Regions from separate parts of the Mus musculus genome. Here region 1 is linked to region 2. The links are chromatin contacts, called in public Micro-C maps. All regions are on one chromosome and are shown on one strand. Each heading gives the region's core, a stretch centred on a gene start, on an enhancer-like site or on the middle of the called end of the contact. The rest is flanking DNA. Distances are from core to core; before and after follow the strand shown. Region 1 overlaps Gm4319 (predicted gene 4319). Region 2 overlaps 4933417E11Rik (RIKEN cDNA 4933417E11 gene).

Region 1 (6,163 bases), core at 1,347-3,846, 140 kb after region 2:
GCTAAATACCTAATAAAAAATGGAAAAAAAAACAAAAAAAAAAGAAATTAGTTGATGGTTTTCATTAGTTAAGTTCAAATTATTTTTCTCTAGAACAAGACTGCTTATATCAAATTGCTTACAAAGTCAACTTGCTTACATTAGAGAACCCTCCCATCTAAGGTCTCCTAATTAGTCATTTTCCTGTTGCTCTTGATGATGATTTTGAGGGTTTTGGGGACAAGGTCTCTCTATGTAAACCTGACTGTCCTGGAACTCAACAGAGATCCACCTGTCTGGATCCACCTTGTCGCGAAAGAAAACATCGTCTGAAGCTGAGTGGAAAGTTGTAGCGGGAGGGACAATGTAATGGGAAACAATCTACTTCCCCCTTCTGAGCACTGAGATGGAAGGCATGCACCCCCACGCCTCGACTCTAATTAGCCGTTTTAACAAAAGGACAGAAAGTGTGCTCTTGTCTGCGGGTTCCTAAGCTCCTCTTCTCCTTCCTCCATCTGTCTAAGTGCTTCCCACTTTGCAGATTTCACTAGAGACTACCAATGCCACCACTTCTTGCCCTAACTAAAAATACATGTAAGGAAAAAAAAAAAATGACATGCCTCTGCCCTTGAACGAGTGCTGAACTGTAACCTCTAAAGATGTGTACAGACCTACCCATTATACTTCCGGTGGAGCAGAGCTCAACCAAGGTGAGATTTAGCCATAACTATTGCCTCAGAGATGTGCCTAAATATTCACTATGGCTCTATAGTTACCTCCGTCTCTCCCTTCCCCAGCACCTAAGTGCTACCTACAGACGCTTGATCAGGGCTTGGTGAATCTGTTTGGAAAGAACATTGTAGGTCCTTTTCTTTTCCTAAAAGCTTGGTCCATTGTCTAAAATAAAGTGTTACCATTAGACAACCAAATCTATAGAAACTTTTTAAAAAGAAACTATAAAATAATCAACTGGACCAGAAAGATTATAAGGTCCTCTTCAGCGGGAAACAGGGCATCCTCTAAGTATAGGCTTCCGGATGGCTTGATTCTGTGAGTTCGCTGCCTTTCCTTGGCTGAGCTATTTTGCAACTTTTACATTGCAAAGTGTAGCAATAACAACATCAGTGAACATGAGAGATTGGTTGGCACCTCTGGAGGGATTCCAGGTTCTTGTGTCCTGGAACAAACATCGGCCGAAGGCTTGTGGAAAGTAGCAGGAGGAGAGACCATGTAATAAGAAACAACCTACTTCCAGAGACCATGTAATAAGAAACAACCTACTTCCAATGAAGAGGGTAGGGCTGGGAGAACTTTGAGAATCTCCATCAGTGATACTATGCAAAGGATGAAGCCTTTATGCCACATCCCCAGGGTTATCTTGCTCATTTGCATAGTGTAGAGTTTCACGAGTGTTCTTGGCCCAGCAGGATAGTGTCTGTTTTCATATTATAATAAGGCACACATCATCTTCAGACATATAGCGCGTACTTCCACCAATGGCACCAGCCCGTTCCAGTCAGCCTCCTGAAGGGTGGGAGTTGTGAGCTAGCCAGCCTTTGCCAGAGATTTTTTTGTCCTCTGTGTTTTTCTCATAAGCATTTTGCAGTGTTTTATACGCGGTCCTCAGGTCCTCTCCATCTGCCCTACTCTCTGGCACCAATAATAATTCAAATGACTTGTCTACAGGCATGAAAATTAATCTTTTCCTCTGCAAATATAATTGATTTCTAACCTCCACCACCACACCCACTATGGAACAAGCCAATTTTGTATCCATTTGTAAAATTATTACAGAATTATCTGATGGTTGTTTGAATTTCTCCTTTGAGGCCATTGTAATGTCGCAAGGTTCCCTCATTAATTAATGACTTAAATAAAAACCACTAACTGGTTCAATTTATATCAGAGACTTGTGATTATGTTGTGTTTTTTAAGGTTTTTTTTTTAATTCTTTTAGTTTCTTATTTCTTTTATGTGTGTGAGTGTTTGGCCTTGCATGTCTAAATGTGCACCATGTACATGCCTGGGGCCCTCAGAGGCCTTCCAGGCCCTCCAACTGGAAGTGGAGTCACAGGTGAATGCCATATTGGGTGCTAGGAACCAAAACGATGTCCTCTGCAAGAGCAGCCAGTGCTTGTAATCACCGAACCATCTCCCTCTCCCCTTTAAAGTTAATCTTTAACGTTAAAAATCCAGACCACCGTACCAATACCTTTCCATCCTTCATTGAGGAATCCACGGAGTCTATCTCAGCATCTCCCTTCTAGCCTCTATCCTGTTCTCTCCCCATCTCCCACTCATTATCCATTTACACTTAACTGTGGCTTCCCTGGCAATCAGTTCCTTCTAGAGGGAGGAAAGCATTGCTCCCTCTAGAAGTCATGAGAAAAATAAGGCTCTCTGTCGCTCTATGGACATTCAACAGATTGAAACACCAATGTGCTGCGTTAATTCCAAAAGCAAAGAACCCCCCTTGAGAACCAGACAAAAGGGTGATCTAGAGGAATAGTGCAGAATACTTGCTGGTCAATCCTGAGAACCAGAGTTTGAATACAGGCACCCATGCAACAAGCTGGGAGTCCTGCAAATACCAATAATTCCAGGGATAACTGAAGGGAGGGCAGAGACAAAAGGATCACTGGAGCTCGAGGGCTTCTCATCTAGCTGAGAAAATGCAAGCCCTAGGTTGGAAGAGACCCTGTGTCAAAGGAATGGGCCGATGGTGATCGAGGAGGTCACTTGATGTCCTCTTCTGGGTCCATGCATACACAGGAACAAGCATTCACACATATGCACATACAGACACACAGACATCTAAATAAATGCCACATAAAACTTTTGTTGTTTTTGTTTTCCGAGACAGAGTTTTCTCTATGTAGCCCTGACTGTCCTGGACCTCACTCTGAAGACCAGGCTGACCTTGAGTTCACAAACATCCGACTGTCTCTGCCTCCCACGTGCTGGGATTAAAAGTGTGCCCCACCACCACACAGCTGATTTTTCAGTCTTTTTCATTTTTATGTTTTATATGGGTGTTTTGTCTGTGTACCACTTCTATGCCTGATGCCCTCTGTGGTCAGAAGAGGGTGTCAGGCATCCTAGAACTGGAGTTACAGATGACTGTGAATCTCCACTGGGTGGTGGGTCAAACCCCAAGTCCTCTGCAAGAACAACAAAAGCTTTAACCACTAAGCCAACTCTCCAGTCACTATTTAGGGTGTTTTGTTTTGTTTGATGTTGTTGTTGTATGGTTTTGTTTGCTTGCTTGTTTTGAGAGGGTGTTTTTGTTTTTTGGTTTTTGCTTTTTGGTTTTTGCTTTTGTTTTTTGCTTTTGTTTTTTGTTTTTTAAGAAAGAAAGTGGAAAGACTAGGAAGCAAAACTTCTCTGCCACTGTGCATTGTTTTTCTTGTTTTACTAAAACTATACGTTATCAGTTTGCCTTTTCATTAATGTGGTGATTTTAATTGACCTACTCTAGGCTTTGTCCCCATCTCTTTCTTGGCTTAAAGCAAGTTGTGTTTACATTGCTCTATTTGCTAGGAGTCCATTCTCATCAAAGAGCTCACACCCTTGAAGGGACCACCCCCAACCCTCACCAGTGAATAGCTACAATTAATTCAGTGTGACTATGCAACACTTTAATTTTAATAATAATAATAATAATAATAATAATAATAATAATAATAACCTGTCCATCTTCAAGGCTGCTGACAAGAAGGAGCTCCAGCTAGTTAGCCCTACTAAGGACCCCACAGAGCACTCAAATCTCTAAGCCTGGACCTCTTTGTCACGTAATTTGAACAACTTTCCTCAGTCCGGTATCTATCTGCGTACAAAATAGTAGCTCTCAGATCTCTCAAACAGCTGGCTAGCAAGTTCCTAGACAACCTCGTGCTTAGTCTGGCCTTCCCGTTGACAACTCAAATATAGAGTTAAGAGTGCATCTCCATGAGTATTTAATTGGTTGGGACGCCCTGTGCTCCGGCTCAATGTGTGGGGGCTGTTCAACCCCGGGTGGGGAGGGACATCTTCCAAAAGTGAAGTAGGCAATTTCTCTCCCCACCTTCAAGAGTTTGTCAGTTTTCTGAGTAATTTTTAAAGCGCATGCTGGACCTCCCGCCATTTCCAAACGCACAGGCTTCACTTAGGCTTTTAAACTTTCTATTTCATTACAGTACAAACAGCCCTACAAGGCGGCCTCCTGCTTCTCCCCTCAGGCTACCCGGAATTATTCATACTCAAGGTCTACAGAGGAACAGCCCTGGGAAGGAAAAACAGGCTAAGAAGTGAAAGCAAATTAGTAATCCAAACCGCCCTCTCCCTGCCTGTCACTGGAAGGCCTTTGGTGTCTCCTTCCACAGTCAAGGGGTTTTCTGAGCCCGAGATTAAAGGATACATTTTCAGAGCTCAGAGAACAGACATCGCGAGGAAAGTATATCCGCGCAAGGCAACTGGGACAAACGGAGCATGTGCAGAATGTCAGGGTGCGCCTTAAACTCCACAGATAGATCTGCCCGCGGTGGATGTTTGGAATTCCACCCCTACGGGCCTTTATTATTTTCCTTATGCCCTGCAGGGTGGAAGCGAGAGAGGAGATGAAGCTGTCCTTGGAAGTGTTCTAAACCTTAAAGCAGGGGACATCAATCAGGGAGATCTTGTCCCACCGGGATATTTGACAGTGTCTAAAGGATATGTCTTGATTTTCACAGCAGCCGTGGCAGACTGGGAGCTGGCAACTAGGATGCAGCGAACATCGATGACGCCGCTGAGCACATCCGAAGGGACCACCGATCACGGCCCGCAATGAAGAATCCTGTTCTAGAATGCCAATAATGCTAAAGCTAGAAATTGCTGCCATTCAGAGTATATACAACAAAAGCAGAATTTTGAAAAATCCTCAGGGCTGGCGAGATGGCTCAGCAGGTAAGAGCACACTCACTGCTTTTCCGAAGGTCCTGAGTTCAAATCCCAGCAACCACACCGTGACTTACAACCACCCGTAATGAGATCTGATGTCCTCTTCTGGTGTGTCTGAAGACAGCTACAGTGTACTTACAGTGCATAATAGATGAATCTTTGGGCCGGAGCAAGCAGGGATTGAGAGAGTGGAGCCGGCCAGAGCGAGTGGGGCGGACAGAGCAAGCAGAGGTCCTAAAAATTCAATTCAGTTCCTAACAACCACATGAAGGCTCACAACCATCTGTACAGCTACAGTGTGCTCATATACATAAAATAAATAGATAGATAGATAGATAGATAGATAGATAGATAGATAGATAGATAGATAGATCTTTAAAAAGAAAAGGAAAAGAAAGATCATCTCCTACTACCCCGGCCCCACCCTCTTTTCTCATACACACATACACAGAGAAAGGGGGCAGAGGAAAGAGAAAACTGATTTCATTGACACTAAACCTGTACTGTCACTTGTGGCTCTCCTCAGAAGATTAGACTTGATATAATCCTCTGTTGTCACCATCTTGAAGGCCCAATAACTTGGGAAGCTGTTCTGTCTCATTTTTCCCTGGCCCTGAAACTTACAGAACCAGGTCCAGCACAGGAGATGCCACCATTTACCGGAGCAGATCCACATAGTTGCCACGACACCCCTTGCTGCCTTTGAAACTTTGGCTTATCTGAGAGCTGACACTAGAAAATACGCTTTATTGTGAATTTCTATGAACCTGCAAATTTCCCTGCCCGTCAAACTGGCTGGAAAATCCACACAGGGCATGGAGTGGCCTGCATTCTGTGGATCAAGCAGCATAAACAGTATTTTTTCAAGAAGACCCTGTAGAGAAACCACAGGGACAGTAGAGAGGGTCTTCACTTCTACCTGGGCAACAAGCCTATATCCCAGTAACCCTTGCAGAGGAAAAAAAAAAAAAAAAAAAAAAGGCAAGGAAACAAAATTCATTTACAAACTGTCAACACACCTATGAATATGAATGCTGAAAACCACCCCCAGCAAGGGAGGGACCATCTTACCTTCTTGTTAATCACTGCCAAGCTAATATTATGGGTCAATCAGCAACAATGTCCTGGCATCTCTGAAGGGATATGTGACCTCTATAAGCAAACTTGGTCACACACAGTACCAGACAGATCACTTAACATGCCTCGGGTGGAGGGGTAGAGAGTTCCTGGTCTGTTAAACATACAGAGATGGTCGTATACATGTCTG
Region 2 (6,991 bases), core at 2,810-5,309:
TCTAATCAAAAGCTCAGTAGAAAGTCTCCTGCAACATGAGCAAGGAAGAACTTCAGGGCTTGAAGCCAAAGACAAGGGGTCAGATCACTTAATAAAAGAAAATAATAATTCTTTGAAAATATAAGAACAGAATGAACAGCACTCTTGGGACATGATGAAAACACCAAATCTACAAATTACAAGCCTGGAAGAAGGAAACAAATTCTAAGCTGAAAGCATAGAAAAGTACACAATAAAATCATAGAAGAAAATTTCCCGAATCGTGAGAAGGAGATGCCCACAGAGGTATAAGATGCAAATGGACAGGACCAGAAAGCACATTCTGCATGACATATTATGGTTAAAACAATAGCTATACAAAACAAAAAGGAGTTATTGAAAGCTGAAAGAAGCACTTGTCACATGTGAAAGCAGACACATTGTAATGACAGCTGATCATTTGATATAAACTATTAAAGCCAGATTGGGTCACAGCAGCATTTTGCTATAAGCAGCAGTAACTGCAGAGGCTCATAAGAATGCAGAAAACAAGTACTTGCTGAATGCTCATTCCTAAGTGGGACATCTGTATCACCCCCTCCAAGGCTCAAGAAACACCATAGAAGAGGGGCTGAAAACCACTAGAGCTACAGAAAGGAGGGAGTGTTGTGGAATAATGCCCTCCAGGTACAGCATGGGCACTGAACTCACGGCAGACAGCTCTGTGTACCCGCATGAAACTCTCACAGAGTTAGATCCATGAACATTCTGTCATGGAGGAAGAAGGGCTCACAAAGCCCCACCGTTCCTTGAGGTCCTATAAACAACTCAGTTAACAGTTGCTGGGGGAAAGAAATAAATTTCCTTCAATGGGATAGACACTGACAGGCTTAAACTCCTATAAATAACGCTTCATGCATGCTCCTAAGAGCAGCTACGATGAAATTCACTGGGTCACCAAAAAAGACCCAAGAGGCAGGAGGAGATGAGAAGTAGGTAGGGAATTAGACAGATTAACAGGAGTGAATATGATCAAAAGACATTTCATACCTGTACGAGGGTGGCATAATGAATCATTACTATATACAACTCGTACGAAACAGAAAGAAAGAACATAAAATTGATTTCTAAACATAAAAAATAATGGTGAGGTAAATAGACTAAAATGGAAATATTAATAATAAAGTCCTGGGTTCACTATCAAGCATCAGAAAAAGGGGAGAAGGAGCCAATAGCAAATTGAACACTGTGAGGGAAGATGTTCCAGTTTGTAAGGAGCTTGCGCCCTGCTGGGCAGCCAGGGGACCTTTTAGAGGAGTTTGCCCTCTGCAAGGTCTTGAGGTCACTGCGGGTGCTGCCTTTTTAAGGAAGTGAGATTAGTTCTCCAGAGAGGGTTGTTGCAAAAGGGGCAAGCCTGGCTCTCCCCTTTCCTGTATGAGGATGTAACCTCTCCCACCCACATGCACTCCCCATCATCATGCCGCCTGATGTTGGATCTTCATCAGAGGAGGCTCAGAAGGGCTGCCTCCTAGAGACACGTGATCAGATCTGGAGGGACTCAGAAAAAATGCACAGCATAACTAAATTCACAACTATTTTTTTTACTAGTTGTAACTTATACAGATATAGCAATTTTTAAAGGTCTGTTCATTATTTTCTTTCCTTCCTACTCAACTTAAAACTCAATCAGGAGAAAAATCTGTATAATTTAAAAATTAACAAATGAATACTTCTTTAATGGCTCTCAACCAGAGCCAAGGGATAACTCAGTTAGTAAAATGTTTGTTGTCCAAGCGTGAGAACCTGAGTCTGGTCCCTAGACTCACTCTGAAAGCCAGACATGATGCGGTTTTACACACTTGCAATCCAGTGCTGAGAAGGTGGACACTGGAAGATGCCTGAGCCTCAATACCCAATCAGCATCCCTGGGGAGTCCTAGGACAGTGAGAGAGCCGGCCTCGGAAACAGAGGTGATGGCTTGGAATAGCGCTAAGCGCTAGAGTGTTTACCTAGCATGTGCGAGTCCCTAACTCAATTCCTAGCACTGCAAGAAAAAAAGAAGGGTGAAGCCAGTGGTTGGTCAAGCAAGTTAAGTGACCTGCTGCCTAAGCCTGTCAACTAAGTTAGAGTTTGACCCCTAAAATGCACATGGCAGAAGAGATTCATGAAAGTTGCCCTCCATATGTTCACTGTGGTATGCATATCTACCACTGCACACATAAATGAATAAATGAGTAGATGTGAAAAAAAATTAAAGATGTCCAGAGCCTGAGGAATAACACGTGGAGTTGTCCTCTCCCTTGCATAAGCACGCTCTCTCTCTCTCTCTCTCTCTCTCTCTCTCTCTCTCACACACACACACACACACACACACACACACACACACACACACCCCTGAACACAAACACAAACATGCACACATAAAAGCCTTAACCAGCTCCTTAGCCATTATTTCCTTCCCAGCATCTAATATTCTAAATTACATTAGTCTTGTAAGCCACATACAATTGAACACAGAAATAACTGAACACTGGGCCAAAGGCCCAAAGCACAGCCTGGACCAAAACCCATGGAAACTGATGAGACGCTGGGATACAGTCCTTTTGCTTTGTGGGAACCACTTGGTTCTGTTCCAGCACACCTGATAGATAATTTGACAATTGCAAAGGAAAACGTGGGGCTGTTGATAAGGGAAGCTAAGTCAGAAACTAAAAGGAAAGTCTAAGAGAAATGTAAGGGAGGCTAAAATAAACTGTATGGTGGATTCAGTTCCAGTCACTACAGAGTGTGCCTGGGAAACTGGGGTGTGGGGGCTGGAAAAAAATAATCCCGTTGATTGAGGGTGGCAAACTTGTTCATTGAAAAATGTTACAAAGAATTTTCTGGAACAACAACAACAACAACAAAAAAAAAGATGGCATGGTTGGTAAACAGCTTGTTATGCAGTTATGAAGACCCAAGTTCTTTCCCAGAACCCAGGATGTGACTCTACACACTTGTAATTCCACTGCTGGGAAGCCAGAGATGGAGGATCCCTGGGGCTTGCTGGCCAGTCAACGTAGCCCGGTCAGTCAGCGTAGCCCGGTCAGTCAGCGTACCCAGTCAGTGAGCCCTGGGTCCAAGTGAAGCTTCGTCTCCAAAGACAAGGTGGATGACTGCTGAGGAATGACACCAAGGTTTGACCTCTGGTCTAGACAGACAGATAGACAGAGAAGAGCTCGCGCACACACACACACAATTTTTAAATACTGCTTTCTCTTCTAACTTAAAGCAGATAAACGTATAACCTGTATTCAGAGTTCACATTACCTGGAGCTGTTTCTCCTTCGCAGACACCCTCCCGTGCCCTCTCCTCCTCACAGTGGACATGCTATCAAGTGGGACTCTGGTCATGTGGCTTTTCCCTGCATCCACTGTGGATGTCTTTACACTGATCCCATCCTAGCTAGGTTCAAAGGGCTGCAGCCCATCCTGCTGTGTGTGTCAAATCCTGCAAGTGCTTTTTAGCTATAATTCTAGGCTGAGGTTCAGTTCTGATCTGCACCCCTGGAGTTAGCACTAGACTCTAGAGCTGAGAACACTCTCTCTAACAAGCTTGCCCTCACTTCAGACACCAGTCTCAATTCAGGGATCCTCAAGCCGTGGCAATTCTCACCAGCTCAAGTTATGACCCAAAGCAGTGTACAGAACTCACGAAAGCAACATATTTATAATTGATATTCGATTTCAAAGATACTAGTTAGAACCAATCAAACAGAAAGATACATATGGAGAGGTCTAGGAGGGTCCAGGAGACATGTACATTGTCCCCAGAGACTCAGAGGTATCAACTGTCCCAGGTAACCAGCATGATCGCATCCTGGAAGCTACCCTGAGCTCAGCGCTCAGAGTTTATTATACGGGGGAGTTAGTGTGAAGACATGACTAATGGAGTTGAACTCAACCTACAACTTTCTCCTTCTGTCCCCAGAGGTTCAGAAGGTGAGATGATATATGGCTCAAAACCCCACCCTCTAATCACATGAATAGTATTGGCATGGCCTCCATCAGTCCTGAATCATCTCATGACTGACTGACCAGGGCCTACAGTCAATAACAAATACGCCTATCCCTCAGGAAATTCCAATGGCTTAGAAGCTCTCTCCCGGGATGCAGAGAAAGACCAGACAAATTCTTTGGCTTAGAGGCTCCTTCCCTGAATCCAAGGAGAAAGACCAGACACATTCTTTAGCATGCTGTAGGCATGCACCTACTCCTGAAACCCAGTCCACGGCTTTCCAGTCTAGACCTTCAGGAGGCCAGTCCTCTGGTTCTCACAGTACTTCTCTACCAGCCAAGGATGTGAAACTCACGGTTGCTGCTCTGAAGTGATTTTGATTTACCCAAGACTCCCTGAAACTCCATTCGGGCACCTCCCTCAAATTTAAATCAAAACTGGATGAACAAAAAGAATGCAGTTAGAAATGGGTATATATAAAATACCAATATTCATAGTATCCTCAAAGCATAAAGAGGACTATTTAGCCTGGATTTCATATGGAGAAGAAAAGTGCATGAAATCCATAGCAAAAGACTTAAAAATACAGAAAAGGAAAGTATACTTTTGTAATTTTCTTACACGTGTTAGCATTTTAAATAGGCAAGTTAAGGATGTATGCTGTCAATTGTAGGGGCGCTGGTTATTACAGGCTTTGACACGATAAGCAATGATTCTCAGGATGTGGGGGGTAGATATCTTAGTTCAGACTGTTAACAAAACATCATGAAATGGCTCCTTACAAACAGCATAAACTTATTCCTCATGGAATTCTTCATACTTCAGGTCTAAGACTAGAGGGCCACCATCATTGAGTTCTGGTGAGAATTACTCATGGCTGTCTTCTTGTTATATGCCCACAGGGTAGAAAGAGAAGGAGAGAACTTCCTAGTGTCCTTTTGTAAGCAACTAGTCCTGGGACTCCTGAGATGGCTCAGTAGTTAAGAACATAGGCTGCTCTTTCAGAGGACCTGGGTTCCACTCCTTGCACCCATGTTCAGCACTGTAACTCCAGTTACAGGGGATCCAGTGTCCAGCTTCTTCTTCTGGCCTCTGAGGACACCAGACAAACAAATGGATCACAGACATGCCATACAGGCAAAATACAAGCATACTTTAAATTTAAATTTTTAAAGGAGAACACTGATCCCTTTTATGAAGGTTCTATCCTCTTCACCTAATTACCTCCCAGAGACCCCACCACTTAATAGCATCATTTAGGAAATAGGATTATTTTTCAAAGGGGGATTTAAAAGAAGGGATACAGTTTCAGATTAATATACTTAAATTCATGAAGATGGAAAAGAATAAAATGTAGTCAACTGCCTTGGGTCATCAGATCCAATACACCCTCACACCATAACAGCACACAGAGATAACCCACCTGGTTTTGATACCAACAAATGACTGATGGGCTGACATTACCATGGGGGGCCTACCTCTTTCCCAGACTCAAAGCCTGAATGCAATTCCCTTGAGTGGTCTCAGCCTAGTCGGATTCTACCGCACAATTTGGAAGGTGCCTGGGCTCACATGACTTTGGTTTATATTTCAAGAATTCATCTGTTGGTTTTAGTTTGGCTTCCAAACACATATTCCCACAGACATTGTATTATACATTATGGTTAAATCCTCAAAACTGCCCACAGAAGGCTCTTTAAGTTATTATATTTGAAATATGTACTAAAATAGTACCATATCAACTTTGCTAACCCAGCACTTATAAGCCGAGAGAGAGAGAGAGAGAGAGAGAGAGAGAGAGAGAGAGAGAGAGAGAGAGAGATTCCATTTTGCACCTGGAGAAGGCAGGATTGCCTGGGGGCGGGGAGGAGAGTTAAGGATAAGAGGCAGGGATGCCTGGGGCCTCTTAACAACCTGGGTGTCAGAAGAAGCACCCAAGGAAGACATCTGTTGTCCATCATCCATCTACTCCATCTGGAAACAATATTTTGATTTCACGTTGAGGAACTCGCTACCCCCTCCTTTCTCAGTGTGTGTGTGTGTGTGTGTGTGTGTGTGTGTGTGTGTGTGTGTGTGGTTGCATTGGACTTAGTCTGATCTCATACCCACACTCCAGGGTGACTGCATGACAGAGGCAGGGATGGCCACAGTGACTACCTCAGAGATGGTCATGTCATGACTTTCTTTCCAGTTAGAACTCAGACCAGGTTTGTATCCCCCAGACAACACAGTGCTGGGCACACAAGATGTTGCTGTGCCCAAATAAAGAAGGGAATGATACACAGTGACCAATGACCAGCTACCATTGGCTTTTATATCACTTTAAGGTTTTTTTGCATAGCAGTGACTGTTGACTGCCTTTCAACAAGTGTATGCTGCAGACCGAGTGTGATTTTTATGGAGACATAATGTTCTGAAAATAAAATTTCAATATCATTGATTTAAAAATATTTTACTTTGAGTTATATAAGACTGTATTTGATTTTATTAACTATCTTCTAGTGATACTGCTCTCACCTGGTTGTATGTGTCTCCTAGGCTCAGGGTCAAGTTTAGGGCAATCATACAAAATCACAAGAACCAATATGAATAAGCAGAGCATTAAAACAATAAGAAATAACAATGCAATGTTCCCACTGACACGCAGGTCAAAGACACTCCTCTCAGACTTTTAAAAGAGTAAAAACAATTTTTAGCAAGCTTTGCAGAGCACTGTGCAAGTATTATTTCTGAGTCATTTATGCTACAATGATTGCCGTCCCTTTTCTTCTCCATTCAAGAGAACATGACATCTAAAAGTCAAATCAAGACAACTTGAAACCATTTGCACTTAAGCTGTAGGTTTCTTTATAACGTGTAATGAATGAATAAGTTAAACCACCTCTCTCTCTCTCTCTCTCTCTCTCTCTCTCTCTCTCTCTCTCACACACACACACACACACACACACACACATACCACCCACAAAGAAATCATAAATGTGATTCTTTTCAATATAAACAAAAAGCATTCATTTT

The links. Hi-C and Micro-C count contacts between places; a contact is called where the count stands out from the background.
Region 1: a contact with region 2 is called in a Micro-C map of trophoblast stem cells, with 4 times the contacts expected there. The contact joins two enhancer-like sites. A contact is called at or near these places in 2 of 15 datasets of contacts at CTCF or cohesin (both in the NIH/3T3 cell line), 10 of 484 Hi-C or Micro-C datasets (the 3T3-L1 cell line, the AML12 cell line, adipose-derived mesenchymal stem cells and 6 more) and 1 of 9 other capture datasets (embryonic stem cells).

Annotation. Positions count from the first base shown.
Region 1 is chr1:72,117,570-72,123,732 of GRCm38.p6, forward strand. Gm4319 (predicted gene 4319) reads right to left here. Exons shown (of 3, transcript NR_166632.1): 1 at 5,968-6,163. Among named protein-coding and RNA genes, the nearest start is that of Gm4319, 3.1 kb to the right of the region's middle. Within about 2 kb of position 2,597, at least 7 of the 459 cell types and tissues checked have an H3K27ac peak or open chromatin away from gene starts, as enhancers often do. A contact at or near this core is called in trophoblast stem cells, where this site is marked.
Region 2 is chr1:71,973,557-71,980,547 of GRCm38.p6, forward strand. All of the region lies in intron 1 of 4933417E11Rik (RIKEN cDNA 4933417E11 gene), which reads right to left. Among named protein-coding and RNA genes, the nearest start is that of 4933417E11Rik, 28 kb to the right of the region's middle. Within about 2 kb of position 4,060, at least 9 of the 459 cell types and tissues checked have an H3K27ac peak or open chromatin away from gene starts, as enhancers often do. A contact at or near this core is called in trophoblast stem cells, where this site is marked.